Linked DNA regions of Sus scrofa: region 2 is linked to region 1. Evidence: chromatin contacts called from public Hi-C data. All regions are on one chromosome and are shown on one strand. The core of a region is the stretch at or near the end of the contact, and the rest is flanking DNA. Distances in the headings are between cores, read along the strand shown.

Region 1 (2,911 bases), core at 250-2,749:
AATGTCTTACTTGGAGTTTCATCAGTGTTGCATCAGTGCCTGACATATATTGAGCACTCGGCAAATGTTTGCTAAACTAAATGGACCTTAAGGTGTTTTGAGAGAAGGTGGAACTTTTGCAGCTGCTAAAATGAAGCACAGCTTTATGTGTACTGATAATAATAAGGATGATATGAATAATAGCTAATATTTCTGTCTTTGACCTTGTTCTATGCCCTTTAAATGTATTATTTAGTCCTCCCCACAATCTCACGTACTATGCAGCATTATTACCTTCACGTTATAGATAAAGAACTTTTTATTTTCTTTTTAGGGACACACCTGCAGCATATGTAAGTTCCTGGGCTAGGGGCTGAAACAGGGCTGCAGCTGCTGGCCTATACCAGCTTGCGACAACGCCATATCCTTAACCCGTGGAGCAAGGCTAGGGATTGAATCCACATCCTCATGGATACTAGTCTGGTTCTTAACTCACTGAGCCACAACAGGAACTCCTAGATAAAGAAATCTGCCCCCAAATGATATGGCTACTAAGTGGAACAGTCAGAACTTACTGAAGTAGTTAAAGAAAAATAGCTACTTTGTTGTACAGCAGAAATTGTCATGACATTGTAAATCAATTATATGTTTAAAAAATAAAAAATAAAACCAGGTTTGCATCTGTGAGGATTTTTTTAAAGTACATGACAAATACAAACACCTCATAATAATTAAATAGTTGAAAATAAACTACAGTCACAGATGTTATAAGCCTACTCTGATAGGTAAACCTACTCTAGAATCTCCTTTCCCAACCTCGCCAGCATTTTTTCTGGGACTTTGTCATCTGCTGAGTTTTACCTCATACAGGTGTACCTCTTTCCAAGTTTTTGAACCAACTGCTTCTGGTCTGAAATTTAATATCTTTTATAGTTGCCTTCTAAGATACTTGCATTCTGCCTGTCTTATCAAAATGGCAGAGCTCTTCACAAACCACTCTAGTGAGTAGTCATCTTTCTCAGCGCCTCATCTTCTCCCAGGATATGGGGAAAGAATGGGGCATAAACTGTTTTCCTCCACATGCTGCCCCCAGAGGACGCTTCAGTCTTGCTTACACGGCCTGGGGGTGGGGATGGGGGGGGGTAACTAATCACTGCTAATGTGTGCTTTGTATAAGGGAACTGGGCTGAACTCTGTTTAAAAAAATGATGCAGATTTCAATTTTTGTGTGTGTGTACAAAAATTCCATTATCTCTGAACCACGGGAACCAGAACCACATTTGGCAAAGGAAATAAAGCTGGAGACACAAGGAAAGAATAGATTAGGAGAAGCCTTGAAAACAGGCAGCCACGTTTAGATTTGATGTGGTGGGAAATAAAGATCCCTGGAGGGTTTCTGAGCAAGGGAGTGATGTGATGAAAACAGTGATTAAGGAAGATGAAATGCAAGCGGGACAAATTAAAGGGAGGGACGTGGATCTGAGAGGAGGCAGCCATCTGGGCGCTGGGAGGCAGGGAGAGAAAGCCAGGGGACTGGGAAAAGGAATCACGATTCTGTGAATTAACATATGCCACCCTGAAGTCCTTCACTACCAAGTTACCACCAGTTTTTTATGCTCTTACTCTTTCGGCATGGCAAAAATAAACCCATGAGGAGCTGAATATTTTCATTAAAATGATAGTAAAATTTCATCTATGTGAATATAGTGGTTTGACTATATGTGTACCCTGCTGGGCAAATGAGCTTTACCAGGAACCTATGGAACAGTTTGCAGGCAGAAATGGTGCTCAGAGAAAGTTATATTAGACCCTTATTCACAGAATAAACAAGCACAATGAAAACCAAATAATTTTTGTACAGAGAAAGACAAATAGCATATATCACTTATGTGTGGAATCTAAAAAATGATACAAATGAACTATTTACAAAACAGACACAGACTCACAGACATAGAAAATAAACTTACGATTATCGAAGGGGATAGCTCAGGGAGTGGGGGTTGTGCTTGGGAGGGATAAATTAGGAGTTTGTGACTAACAGATACACACTACTATATATATAACAGATAAACAACAAGGATCTACAGGATAGCACAGGGAACTATATTCAATAATACTGTACAGCAAAGGAAACGATGCCCCATCTCTTGGGGTAGAACAAGATGGAAGATGGTATGAGAAAAAATGTGTGTGTGTGTGTGTGTGTGTGTACTGGGTCACTATGCTATACAACAGAAATTGACAGGACGTTGTGAATTAACTATATTCTAATAAAAATATCTTGTGATAATCTATAAAGACTCTGAGAATGAATATACATGTATATAACTGAACCACTTTGCTGTATACCTGAAACTAACACAACACTGCAAATCAACTAACCTTCAATTTAAAAAAAAAGTGTTTTTAAAGCAGCCTCATGTGGATGAAGCCCACAGGACAGCCCATGAGTATCCCTAACTTGTTGCCCTAAAGGATTCTAAAAGCATTCTTTCCAAGTCAGATTCTACAGTGGCAGAAATCCACAAAGAACTTGGGTTAACCAACACTATTTGCCAATGCCCTATGCCCTAAGCCATCATGTTCTCTGAATTTGACCAAATTTTTTTTCTTTTTTTCTTTTTAGGGCCACACCTATGACATATGGAAGTTCCCAGGCTAGAGGCTGAATCAGAGCTACAGCTGGGGGCCTACACCACAGCCATAGTAACTTGGGATCTGAGCCACATCTTCAACCTACACCACAGCTCATGGGCAACGCCAGATCCTTAACCCACTGAGTGAGGCCAGGGACTGAACCTGCAACCCCATGGGTACTAGTAGGATTTGTTTCCACTGTGCCACAACAGGAACTCCTGGCTGCAATTCTAAATGGTCCAGAGACTCAAAAGTTATTTTCATTCAAGATTAGATCTGGAAAGAGCCTCACAGA
Region 2 (3,232 bases), core at 483-2,982, 170 kb before region 1:
AGGCTTGAATCTGCACAGCAAGTTCATCTCACCTGTGTATGCCATTCTATCAAACCTCTTGGTTTAGCATAATCTCATCCATCTCTCAGTCACTACCTCAGGTTCAGGATTTCACTCCAAATTCAGAAGAAATGAGGACATCTGTGTACATTCAGTCTTCAGAACACTCATGGAATTAAACGGTTTTTAGAAATTTAATCCCAAGCCAATAAAGAAGCATAGACACAGCCACCAAAGGTACATACAAAAATAGCAACATAAAGAGCATTACCTCAAGTTGCCAAAAATGGAAACAAATAACTTATCATCCACAATAGAATGGATCAGTTCTAAATTTCAAATGAATGGTGACCTATTCATATGATGGAATGCTATACAGCAATGAAAATGAGCAAACTATAGTTTTTCAGGGTGAAAAAATGGATGATTCTTATAAGACTAATTTTGACCAAAAAAGTAAGACACAAGCAAAAACATATCATAAAATCCCATTTTTTATAAAATCAGGCAAAATGAATCTATTGTGCTATAAACAGGAGAGTAGGAAATTTTAGGGGGCTGGGAAGGATAGCATTGGGAGGAACACAAAGGGGTCTTCTGGAAACAGGGTGCTATTCTATTTCTTAACCTGGAAGTAGCCACACAAGTGTGCTCATTGTGAGACAGTTCACTGAGTGATACAATTATGATACAATTATGCACTTTTCTGTCTATACCTTTTATTCACATTAAAAGTTTAAAAATAATGTCAAAGGCATCATGCCTCTATGTCATGTGGGTCCTATCAAGGCATGTCTAGTTTTATGAGGGAACCAATCAGTATCTCCCCAGCTTTCAGGACCCAGCTTAGATGCCACCTCATCTCTAAGCTTTCCTTGTTGAGACAAAATTCTCTCAATTTCTCTCTCTTCTGTGCTCCTGTCACCCTTTGCTTATATTCCCACTTTCGAATCTGTCATAATTTGTTTGAACTAGCTAACTTTGCAAATTGGCCTTTCCCCCCCCACTGAATTTAACTTTCTGATACAGAAATCATGATTTATTTATCTGTATATCTCTTAGAGCCCTTGAAACACTGACTAGTAGAAGTTCAGTAAGCATTTGTGGACTCAGATCGACTCCTCTGCCACAATATGTTAAAGCCAGACATTATCCTAATTAAGACAGCTGAAATTCTATTAATATGGCCTGTGACCTTAAAAGGAGAGATCATTAAGAGGCACAGAAAACCTGTCATGCTTCTGTGTTGTTACTAAGATGATCTCTTAGAAAATCCTTTATTCCCACAAATAAAGCATGTGCTACATACCAGGCCCCATTTCAATCCCACAGCTGCTTAGATGTCACCTCCAGAAAACATATATCCTCAAGAAGCCCCCAGTTAGGAGACTGAAAAATAGTAAAAAAAAAAAAAAAAAAAAAAAAAGATAGTGTGCTTCAAGTTTTCTTAGAAAAAAAAAAAAAAACACAAAAGGAGGGATTGCAAGAAAAAAGAATGAAGGATAAAAGAGTCTAGCTCAGTACAAAAAAAGCCCCAAATCCCTGGAGTCACAGTCTTATGTGGAGCCAGAAGCGGCTGCTAAAGAGGTTGAGTGTGGAGGTGGGAGCTACAGGGCTGAGGCAGGACCTCTCTTTGTCTCTTAGACCACTCCCAGCCCCCCCACCCCCAGGACACTGGCACCTGCATCCTTCTCCCTTACTCACTCCCTACCCTGGGACTTGGGTGCTATCCACCCAACACCCCTGCTTCACATGCTCTGTGGTGTGTGCTCATCCTACTTGGCTTCAGTGTGGGCCCCTGGCATTGACACTCTTGCTGGAAACCAGCTGCCTCCACATTGGCTAGGCCATTTCCTTTCTGAGAATAAGGAACACTTTTTCCTCTTGTTCAAGAAACAAATATAAAATCGGGGGTGGCCTCAATATCATTTGGCCCTGGAGGCAAATAAACCAAGGTGATTCATCCATCTGAAGGTGTCAGGAATGATCTCACAGCTAGTATAGAAAGCAACAACCTCTGTGCTTTGATATGAGCAGGCTTACACAACCTCAGCGCATTGACATTTGGGGCCAGGTAATTCCTCACAGTGGGAGGCTATCTCATGCATTGCGGGTAATGGGCAGCAACCTTGAATTCTACACATTAGCTGCCAGTAGCAGGCCCTCAAAATGTGACAGCTGAAAGTGTCTCCAAATAGTGCCAAATGTACCCTTAGTTTGGTATATGGCCACTTAATTGTTGAGAAGAGGGAATGTTATAACAAAGCAGTTAGGGAAGAAGACTAAGAATTAGAAAGACCTGGATTCAAATCTTAGTTCTGCCTCTTATTAAATGTGTGCATTTGGCGAGTTATTTCATTCTTCTGCATAATAAACTTTACTGTTTTACATGAAGGGAATTATGGGGTCTAAAATAAGGTCCATTAACCAAGTCTGGGAACCAAGGAAGGTGGTGGGGAGGAAAAATCCTTAAGATTTCCAGGTGACCAGGAGTTGCATTTGAAAGAACAACTAGATGCTAGATGGTCCAAGGGGTCAAGGTAGGGACTGTATGAGTCAAGTGTAACCATGAACAGTTCATGTCAGTTAGTAGGCAGATGTCTGCTGAGACTACCAACTCCCTCACTTTATAGATGAAGAAGCTGAAGTCCAGAAAGGTGAACTGGACACTCTTAACCCAAGAGCTGATTATTTGCATATCTAGGACTGGAAAGTAGGACATTTTCTACTGAACTATGCTGTCCTGAAAGGAAGAAAATAGGTGCTTAGTATTTCAGTTACTTCACCTAGAAATACACAGTAAAGCACCTCAAAACCATGCAGCAAGCCCACAATAAAAATAATCATTTGTATGATGACAATATACTCTTTCTTTACAAGGGTGTTAAAAATTCCACATGTTGGGAATATGGACCTAGAAGAAGGTTATAGGAAGTAAATCTTTAAAAGCATCAGAAAGAGAAGCTTTAACCCCATTTCTTAACTCCTGCTAGCCCTGTAATGCCAGTCTTTGTAAAAATGTGAAAACTATGTTTACAACATATATATTTATGGGGGAATAATAATTTAAAATATATTTTCTATAGTATTTCCATCTTCTAGAATGATTCTTGCTCTGGGCCTCTCCACTCATTGAAGCAAAGGATTTAGGAGCTTTTAGGAAAAGGTGGAGACCAACTATAACAATAAAGTTAATTCTCATCTCTGACTAGCAAATAGGATTTATGAGTCA

Evidence for each region. Hi-C and Micro-C count contacts between places; a contact is called where the count stands out from the background.
Region 2: a contact with region 1 is called in a Hi-C map of heart right ventricle, with 2.2 times the contacts expected there. The contact joins two enhancer-like sites. A contact is called at or near these places in 1 of 47 Hi-C or Micro-C datasets (heart right ventricle) and 1 of 2 datasets of contacts at active chromatin or transcription factors (skeletal muscle).

The regions. Positions count from the first base shown.
Region 1 is chr1:219,336,864-219,339,774 of Sscrofa11.1, reverse strand. The region is part of intron 5 of LOC100737021 (a long non-coding RNA gene); the gene reads right to left. Among named protein-coding and RNA genes, the nearest start is that of VLDLR, 130 kb to the right of the region's middle. Within about 2 kb of position 1,499, at least 4 of the 83 cell types and tissues checked have an H3K27ac peak or open chromatin away from gene starts, as enhancers often do.
Region 2 is chr1:219,510,016-219,513,247 of Sscrofa11.1, reverse strand. No RefSeq gene overlaps it. Among named protein-coding and RNA genes, the nearest start is that of VLDLR, 300 kb to the right of the region's middle. Within about 2 kb of position 1,732, at least 2 of the 83 cell types and tissues checked have an H3K27ac peak or open chromatin away from gene starts, as enhancers often do.